Linked DNA regions of Mus musculus: region 2 is linked to region 1. The links are chromatin contacts, called in public HiChIP or PLAC-seq maps. All regions are on one chromosome and are shown on one strand. Each heading gives the region's core, a stretch centred on a gene start, on an enhancer-like site or on the middle of the called end of the contact. The rest is flanking DNA. Distances are from core to core; before and after follow the strand shown. Region 1 has its middle 15 kb from the start of Gm45301. Region 2 overlaps 1700015I17Rik (a long non-coding RNA gene).

What was found. HiChIP or PLAC-seq counts read pairs in DNA pulled down with a chosen protein or histone mark.
Region 2: an H3K4me3 HiChIP or PLAC-seq map of bone marrow-derived macrophages shows a contact between it and region 1, with 4 times the contacts expected there. The contact joins two enhancer-like sites. A contact is called at or near these places in 1 of 484 Hi-C or Micro-C datasets (cardiomyocytes) and 1 of 115 datasets of contacts at active chromatin or transcription factors (bone marrow-derived macrophages).

Annotation. Positions count from the first base shown.
Region 1 is chr8:35,392,193-35,397,230 of GRCm38.p6, reverse strand. No RefSeq gene overlaps it. Among named protein-coding and RNA genes, the nearest start is that of Gm45301, 15 kb to the left of the region's middle. Within about 2 kb of position 2,925, at least 43 of the 459 cell types and tissues checked have an H3K27ac peak or open chromatin away from gene starts, as enhancers often do. A contact at or near this core is called in bone marrow-derived macrophages, where this site is marked.
Region 2 is chr8:35,704,030-35,709,067 of GRCm38.p6, reverse strand. 1700015I17Rik (a long non-coding RNA gene) reads left to right here. Exons shown (of 3, transcript XR_378890.3): 3 at 1-1,077. Among named protein-coding and RNA genes, the nearest start is that of 1700015I17Rik, 13 kb to the left of the region's middle. Within about 2 kb of position 1,962, at least 47 of the 459 cell types and tissues checked have an H3K27ac peak or open chromatin away from gene starts, as enhancers often do. A contact at or near this core is called in bone marrow-derived macrophages, where this site is marked.

The sequences.
Region 1 (5,038 bases), core at 1,676-4,175:
TTCACCCATTCCCTCCCAACTTTTAAGTTCTTTTTCGACAGCTCACTGGGTTCACTTTGTGTTGTCCATATATTCACGTGCACAAGGCCACCCATGCGAGAGGGAGCGTGGTTGCTCTGCTCTATCAGAGGCCACAACCTGGGATCATATATTTAAAATATAAAAATAAAAAGCTTTTTAAAAAAAACACTCTATGTGTATGAGTGTATCGCCTGCGGGTATGTCTGCATCACTTGCATGCCTGGTGCCCAGAGAAGCCAGGAGAGATCATGGGATCCCGTGAAAATGGAGTTACAGTTGTGAGTGGCCATGTAGGTGCTGGGAATTAAACTCAGGACCTCTGGAAGATCTGCCAGTGCTTTTAAGTGCTGAGTCATCATCCTAGTGCTGAGTCATCATCTCAGTCCCCCAAACTAGAAAACTATTACAAGAAACCAGAAGAAAATCTTTAGAATCTAGGTGTAGGCAAAGAGTCCTTAGACTGGTATTAAATGCACAGACACACACAAATGAGAATGGCGTTACTTATAAACCTTCAGCTCTGAGAAAGTCCTCTCATGATGGAGGGTGAAGAGAAGGCACAAACTGTGGGCAAAGAGATTGAAATAACATATCTAACAAAGGGCTAGTACCTATAATATATAAAGAACTCTCGGGCTGGAGAGATGGCTCAGTGGTTAAGAGCACTGACTGCTCTTCGGAAGGTCCTGAGTTCAAATCCCAGCAACCACATGGTGGTGGCTCACAACCATCCGTCATGAGATCTGATGCCCTTTTCTGGTGTGTCTGAAGACAGCTACAGTGTACTTAGATATAATAATAAATAAATCTTTTTTTTAAAAAAGAATTAAAAAAAGAACTCTCCACAGTCGACAGTGACAGAAAAACACGGCAAGCAAACAAAAAATGGGCAAAAGATATGAGAAAACATTTTACCAGACAAGTGGTACAGATGGAGAATTAGCCCATGGGAAGATGTTTAGCATAATTTTCCAATCACAACACGTGTGTCAGAGTTACTGCAATAGAACCTAGTCACGGTGTCAGACAAGGATGCAGAGAGGTAGAATACATTATTGATGGCATTATAAAAAGATGGAGTCCACCCGAAAAAAGATTGGCAGTTTCTTAAAAGTAAACATGGATTACCATGTGACCCAGAAATTTTACTTTTGAGCACTTGTCCTACAGGAAAAAAAATTTAGAAAGTATATTTGCATAAAGATCTGCATACGGATGTCTGTAAGCTTTATTTATAATAGCATCAACCTGGAAGCAAACGAAACACTCTTCCATATATTAATGGATAAGCTACAGTGCATATGGTGGGATGGTCCCAGCAAGGACAGCTTCTGATACATGGAGTCAGTGTGGAGAATCTATAGGACCACAGACCAAGTCCCACGAGCTATACATTGTGTGATGGTGTTTATATCACATCCTTGAAGTGAGAAAGAAGCATTGCGCTACTGGTGGCTTTCAGGAGTTAAGGACCACTGTAGGAGATGGATGTGAGGGGGAGGGGGAGTGAAGGGGAAGTGAGGGAGGCTGAAGACCTACAGATGTTTGCAGTGAGAATACTTTCTATCTACCTGGGTTAATGGCACCATCTTGGTTATGACTTTGCGTGACGGTTCTGGCAGCTATTGCTGGCAGCAAATGTAAGAATGTGGCACATAAGTGGAATCTCTCTCCATCATTCCTTCCAGCTGCGTGTGAACCAACAATGCGTGCACAGTAATGGTTTCATTTCTAAAACTGAAATGCCAACTATCCCCAGCTGAGTCTCATGTACAAAACAGTGTGAAGTGTGCATAATCTGGGAGGGGGGGGGGAATTAAAATAACCATTGGTGGATTCTAAATAGTTTCTTTTCTTGATACAGCATAGCCTTTTCTGTCTATACGCATCAAAGCACCCAGAATTTTATTTTTATGTAATGTTATTAGTATGATACAGAAACTGCCTTGCCAAGCAATTTAATTTGTGAATGTAAAATGAAAGCCACATACATACAGCTAGAAGATGTTCAACCGTGATTCTGTGAAATATTCTTAAGAAAGGAGATGATAATATTCCTTGCTATTACAGTCGAAACATAACCAGAGTGTGTTTGCATGGTACAGAGTCAGTCAGCTTTCTCCTGCAGAGGTTTTGCTCAATTCGCTTTTGTCTGCTTTTTTAGGACACTCTTCAGCTGCATTCCTGAGCCCAGGGAGCAGCGGGAGGGTGTCCCACTAACTGCATTGAGGAGCCCATGGAGCAGGAGTGGGGCCATTCTTACGTTCTAAGGAGGGGGTTCCCACACTTGTGTTTCTAGAACACAAAAAGCTTGGGAAGAGCCTTCGGGAGGGGAATGTGTGCCACTTTGTCTCCTGTGATGCCCGTGTCAGGCAATGTGTCTCCTTTTTGTGGTACCAGAGATTGAACCCGGCATTCTTCCTTTGAGCTTCAGTCCCTTCTCCCAAAGTGTGGCAGGCAGTTCCTTTTCTGGTTTGCTCATTTTTGTTTGTGTGTGTATCTCTGTGCTTTTTATGGCTTTTTTTTTCCTGCTGTTGTTGCTGTTTGTATAATTTTGCCTGCTAGTTTTTCTAAAGAGAAGGAAGATGAGAGTGGGGTGTGTGGGGAGCAGGTGAGAGGATCTGGAAGGAGTTGGGTGAGGGGAAAGCATGATCAAAAAATGTGTTTCATGGAAAAGATTTTTTTTTGATAAAAATAAATAAATAAATAATTGGTTTAAGAAAGTATTCCGTTGCTACATGCAATCGGAAGAGTATCAGGTATTCTGGGTTGTGTTCTCTGCTGGTCAGCACTGAGGTTACAATGGGTGGTGCAGCATGTCTGTATTCTCTGTCTGGGGAAATGGGCTCTGCCAGAGCTCAGCAGTTCCAGTGCTTTGGTCACTTTCTCTTGCCCCAGCCACTGTCAGCACAGCACAGTCACTTTCATCATCGTTGTGCTGGTGAGGAGGGACAGAGAACTTCCTGAGTAGAGAGCCTTTGAGGAAATGATGCCATTCCAGTGCAGAGAAGCAACTGGTGCCGGGAGTCTTTGCTCGAAAATGTTTCCTTTGCTTTTTGTATCAAAGTGTCTTTTCTCCTCTCCTTTTCCCTTTCCTCCCTCTCCTTCCCTCCCCTCCTCTTCCTCTCTTCCTCTCCCCCTCCTCCTTTCCCCATCTTTCCCCCTCTCCCCTCTTCTCTCTTTTTCTCTCTCCTCTCTTACTCTCTCCTCCCTTTCTTCTCTCTCCTCCCTCCTCTCACTCTCTCATAAACAAATATAAGTTATGATGGCTCAATGCAGTAGGTCATAGATGGTTGAAGAAAAGACCCTGCAGGATTCCCATTAATATGGGTATGCTGCAAATGTGCAGAGCTGGTTTCTAAAGTTGATGCAAAGGCCTTTGGGTTGGTATGTCAGCATGGGGGTCAATAACTAAGTGACCAATGGTGATTGGTAATTTATTAAAAATTAGAGTACGATGGGATTTTAAGGGATAGTGCAATGGAATGCAAGGGATGAGCATCAGAAGGGGGCGGGACCAACTAGAGGAAGGAAGTGCTGGTTAGACTTTGTCAGCTTGACGCAAACAAAAATGACCTGGGAAGAGGAAGCCTCAGCTGAAGAATCGCCAACCGTCAGGTTGGCCCGTGGGTGTGTCTGTGGGGCCATTTTTTAATTTAATGATTGTTGTGAGAGGACTCAGCCTTCTGTGGGCACTGCTACCTTGGGACAGGTGCCTCTGGGTTCTATAAGAAAGCAAGCTGAGCAACCCAAAGGCAGCAGTGTTACACCATAGTTCCTAACTGCACCCGTGCCTGAGTCCTTGTCCTAGTCTCCCTCAGTTATAGCTAGTGATTGAGACGAGTATACCAAATGAACCCTGTCCTCCACCAGCTGCTTTGAGTGACTGTCTATCACGACAGCAGGAAGAAAAGTTGGACAGAAGAGAATGAACTGAAAGATGGGCGGGAGTTTGGGAAGGTCAGTGGGGGGAAAGAAGAAATGAGAGTAAAGTCTAATGACAAACATGGATGAAGATGCCACAATAAACCTATGGATTTTTATGCCAGCTTAAAATTAATAAAATAATTTCTAATAAAATGGTATTTATTAATAAGATCAGAAAAAAAATCTTATCATGTCTAAAAAAGACCAAGCTGTCTGACCAAGGCAAATGAATCGGGGGCTCTGGAAGTGAGCCCCCTGGAAGGAGTGATTTCTCACCCACCCCAGCACTGAACCTAATGAAGGTATTATTCCTCCTCGTCATCCCTCAGTCTCAAACAGGAGCAGATGCTGCAAGTTCAAGGCTACTTTGCTGGCATGGTTCCTTTTTGATCTCTAAGGGATTCTTCCAGACCTTGCAAGTTCCCTCGGCACTAATAAAGATCCTCCTAGTATGACGGACCACCTTCATGACTTGGGTAGCAGTCAATACCTTTGGGAAAGAACATCACAGTATAGAAGGTAGATCATTTGTGCCCTTACCTCATGGTCACTACCAGGAAGGGAGAGGGGTCTTCGGGGCCACAGTCTAGGGCAGTGGTTCGCAACCTTCCTAATGCTTCCACCCTTTACACAATGCTTGGCATGTTGTGGTGACTCCCCCCCCACCATAAAATTATTTTTGTTGCTACTTCATAACTGTAGTTTTGCTACTGTTGTGAACTGTAATGGAAATATCTGATATGTAGGATATCTGATATGTAGGATATCTGATATGCCACCCTGAGGGGGTCATGAGAACCAGATGCTTTGGAGAAGGATAAAAATCCTCTTGGTCTCCTAAGGTCTCTTAAACTTGTCTGGATATGGAAATACAAGTTGAGAATCCATAGCTGACAAAATTCCCAGGAGCCTGTTGGAGTTGCTTCCTGAGCCTTGGATCTACAATACTGTTAGACTCCAGTGTCTGTCCACAGCACTCCCCTGGGAGCGCTGGCATGCCCTCGGTGTTGGACACAGGGGTGTGGTAGGATGGTTGAAGGCCATAGTATGGAATAAGCCCAAACCATTAATAACCCCTTTCCTTTTAAAC
Region 2 (5,038 bases), core at 713-3,212, 310 kb before region 1:
CCAGGTTCTGCGACTCTGTGATTCTATTCTGGAATCTCCACAGCTTTCCTATCCTTTCCTTCTGACCAAATTCTACATTCACTTTGAGGTCAGCCGGTGCGCATCACAAACCCTTGCCAACTCTTCTGCTTAGAGCAAGTCACTCTCATCAGCAGCACCCGCAGCACCCTGCCTCAGCAGATGCTTCCAAATGTGTCCCCTTCTGAGCCAGAGAGCTCAGTCGATAAGGCCTCAGAAGAGTTCCTGACACTCTGAGGGAACCACACCAAGCCTTTCAAGTGTTCTCCTGGGCTTCATCTTCTGTCTACATCACCCAGCCAAGATACCAGCCTGCCACTGAGCTCAGCAGATGTCCGTGGTATGAATGGATTCCGAGCAGACGGCACAAAAATGAAGAAGATGGGAGAATGGTTGGGAGCCACCCTCTAATAGAGGATTACATTTAAATACATTAAAGATGGGAGCTGTCGTATGGGTTAGCATAGCAACAATGACCTTATCATTTCCAAGCCGACAGTACAGATGGATGTTCTCATTGTCTTAAAAATAGGTCCACGATGATACCGCAGGATTGATGGATGGAAGTGCATGATTGACAATTGAAACTGGGATTGTGGCTATATTCAACCCAGGAAACTGGGGAATCTTGGGAAGGAATATTTAAAATCCAGACTCCCAAGTGCCTGTAAACCAATTAAACAATAGCAAGATGAGCTTTGCTAGGATAAGGGAGACCCTGGGTGACATTTCCAAGCCAAGCCTGGGCATAGCTGTTTTTCCACCCTGAGCAGCTGAGGTGCTTGCTCACGGTAGGGGGGGCAAAGAAAAAAACCGCTCATGTGTCACTCAACTGCCCTCTGGCCCCACGTGTGGGAATTTCTTTTAAAGATCTTAGTATGGGGGGACGATAGAATGAAAAGAGTCCGATTATCTACGGCAAGCCTAATTATAGCTTCAAGGGCGAGTACGCCAGGAAGGGTCACGTGACACGTTCCATCCGCGAGCACTGGAGAGCAGCTGCGAACAGGAGCAGTTTCCAATGACAGCCACCAGGTGGCAGAACAGAACGCAAACCTCTCTGCCTTAGAGGTCAGCCCTCATTTGCCCTTAGGTGAGCAGTTTTGTGACCTTAGAAGACTCAGTAGTGACTCCACTGAGACTGTGATTCAAGGCCTCCGTTTCACCCGTGACTTAATTTACATTCAAAACAAACAAACTTCCAGTAGAATGAACTACCTTTGAAGGATGGGACCTTGAGAGCTAATTGTTTAATTTCCAGAAATGTAACCTTTTAATTAGAATTAGAGTATACCAATTACACTTCCATAACGCATAATTAGTCAACTTACATTTAAATTAAGAAAATTGTCATCCTCTGTCCTAGTCTGTCATCAATGGGAGGAGAGGCCCTTGGTCCTGTGAAGGCTCTATGCCCCAGTATAGGGGAATGCCTGGACCAGGAAGTGGGAGTGGGTAGGTTGGGGAGTAGGGGGTGGGGGAAGGGGATAGGGGATTTTCGGAGGGGAAACTAGGAAAGGGGATAACATTTGAAGTGTAAATAAAAGAAATATCTAATTAAAAAAAAAGAAAAAATTGTTCTCTATCTTTTACTTTGTTACTTCCTGTGGTCTTGAGTCTGTGCTGTTTGTGGGGCTTGTGTGAGAAAAATACTGCGCAATGAGGTGCTAGCGCATGTCTCTTCTCAGGTTGGGAACTTGAATTTGGCCATGGGAAGCAATGCAACCTTGTGCTACAAATGTTCTCCTTTGTGGCTGGCTCTTAACCATTCTCTGACCACTAATGCATGAGCTATGAGGGAGATGACCAGATAAGCTTCAGTGGGGGACAGACAAGAGTAATAAGCCTTTAAATTTGTTTCAATAATAATTCAGACACAGCAAAACACATCAATAGAGAGCCAGACTGTAGTGAACATTCAGAATTTGGGTCTGTGTCCTGCTGTTCATGAGTCACACACTTCCGGCCACTGGTTCCTCATGCCCATTCCTCCTTCTGCCGAAAGGATATATTGGAACCTAATTTATATAGTTACTTCAAAGACTAAGAGAATTCATGCCCTGAAGTTGCGCCTTGACTGGCTGTATCTGCCAGCTAATTTTTTTGCTGGATTGGTTTTGTTTTGATCTTACAAGATAGGGTTTCTCTGTGAAGCCCTGGTTACCCTGGAACTCACTCTGTAGACCAGGCCGGCCTCAGAGATCTGCCTGTTTCTGCCTCCCAAGTGCTGGGATTAAAGGTGTACACTGCCATGCCCATCCAGCAAGCCAGCTCTTCTTACTACTAAAGAAGGTGGATAACATTAAAGCCACAAGATGCACATGGCGGAGATGAATGTGAGTCAATCTGAAGACTGTACATCAATTTACAATCTTATTCGATTTTTACATTTAATTTTGTATTATGATTTACCTTCATTTTCTGGGGATAAATAAAGATAAAACAGTATCGGATTCATTGTTTGGTACTGACAGAATAATAGATTTTACTATCACACCTTGCTTTTTCAATATCTGGAGAGTGTATTTAGAATTCTCAGGGTTTAGAGGCTTCTATCCTAGTTCCTAAAATGTTTGGTAAATATCAGACATTCTGTCAGGCTCTGTCCAAATGTACACAATTAACACGGTGACAATTCTTAAGGTCCCTGAGGCATGGGGGTTGTTCAGAAAATGGGTTCCTGTAACCTCACAGTCTTGACTTGTCAAACGAGGGCTCAGAGATATGTCTCAGCATAGAATAGGCCAGCCTTCAAAAAGAAATTCAAGAAATGGCCCCTCACAGAAGCAGGAAGAAAGAAAGGAAAAGGGCAGAGAGTCTCTCGTGGGACTCGTCAAACAAGGTCAAACAGAAAGTGCCTTTGAGTCACAAAAAGCCTGTCAAATTAGGTGTGGGTTATGATTGATGCAAAATTCAAAATGCCTGCTGAAAAGCAAGTTCTAGAAAACCTGGGGAAAGTTAGGCTGGGATTGTGGCTCTGTGGTTAGGGCACGGCAAACATGAACGCTGCATTTGCACCCTAGAGCCATATAAACCAGATGTGGCGGTATGACCTGCGATCTCAGATCTCAAGAAGATCAGAAGTTCAAGGATGTTCTAGTGCATTACAGGCCAGCCTGGGTTATACAAGAAACTGGTGAGAGACAGGATCCTGTGTTAAGTAATATTCTGTCTTGAGACCAAAAGAAATATCAGCCTGCCTCTAATCTCATTTCTGAATGGCAGTAGGCATTAGAAAGCTTAGAGATAACTTTGCCGGCAATGGCCAACCCACCTCACCACCCCACCGTTCAAGCTCAGAATGAAGTAATCTCACTCCAACTGCCACGCAGAGCTGACTCATTGGTCCCAATGGCCCCATGAGGCCAGTGCCACATGGCTGGTTTCTTTTATCTCTACCCAACACTGACTGCACAAGTGCCCTTCTAGTGTAGTTACACACACATGCAGGCTCCGTGTTCCGGAAGAATGAGACAGGGTCACAAGTTCAGGTCAACTTGGGCCTCCTTTTCCAACTCTGTCTCTTTCTCACAAACAGACAAACAAAAGGCAAATAAATAAAATAAGTTGAAGCACAAACTGCATGCACACACATATATGCACTGCACAAGCACAGACACATATGTATGTGCACGTGTGCACACATTATGTGCTTGTGTATGCACATGTATGCATACACGGGTGTGCATGTGCAGACACACAAACACGTATACACACACACACACAAACACACCCCTGCTCATGTGCAAACCAAACTAAAAGGAAAAGAGTGGTTTCCCAGAGCACTCAAGCACGAACAGAGGTGTTCCATCGATCTGTAATAAACATTACGTGTTTTAAATCTAGTGCCATCTTATTGTACACACACAAATCCACACTCTGGCCCTGGAGTTCTCAGGGCTTCTATACCAGACTGCATACCCAGCCATTTTTAGAATTCCTCCTGTCACATGGTACACTCAGCACTTGGGGACAAGCATGTGACATTCCAAGTCACTTGAGGCTACAGCTGTCTTACAGTCACTATCTCATTGGGAACTATTTTGGCTCCCACGCAGCTGCTGGTGGAGCCCGGCAGGGTATATCTGTGCATGCAGTAGGATGACAGAAGAGTCAGGGACAGTGAGTGACACAGGCAGATCTAGAGCCACAGCCCCTGGGGGAGCTTGGGTAATGTAAGCGAATGGACATTAGAAAGCTAAATCCATGTTTATGGCTGAGGAGGTGTAAATCATAAGAGCATAAGGAGGATTAATTTTAAGTGGAGTTTTTGAGTTGCATACAGCCCACAGTTCAGATGTAAACACTATGAACATCTTTGCCAACATGCAATCACTTCTTTGTGTGTCTTTTTTTTTTTTGCCTTTCTTATCACTATTGCCACCATTTATTTTGAAAGGATTTCAAAGAGACAGAAAAGTTGCAAAATTGTTTTGAAAATAAATAATAACGCTACTTGCCCAGAGCTTCTAAATATCAGCATTGTGTTTCATTTATATTGCCCTTGCTCCCCCGACCCCTCTCTCACACACACACACAAATGCACATATAGACACACACATCATCATCATTATCATCATCCGACCCGGTTGCCTATAAATTGAATACTTGATCCTTCCTTTCTGAAAACCAGACCCCGCTTAACCACAGCTACATTCAATTTTCCAAAATCAGAAACTTAAAGTTAATGCTATGCTAGCATTCGACCCACAGGACATAGCTAATGTAATCAATTGCCTCCCTGTCACACACATGACATACCTAACTATACATATGCTCACCTATCCACACACACACACTCTGGTCCCGCCAGATAGTTGCCTAGGACATTTCATTCTGGGCTTGACAGTTTAAAGACTTCAGATCAAACACTTGGTGTCAGAGTTGCGTGTTTTCAGCTTCCCTCCTGACTGGATTCCTGTTACTCTCCCTGTGTGAGAAATAACACAGGGGTGATGTCATGCTTTTCCTTACGGCCTCCTGTTGAAGGACATGAGCTGCATCTGGTGGTGTAAATTTA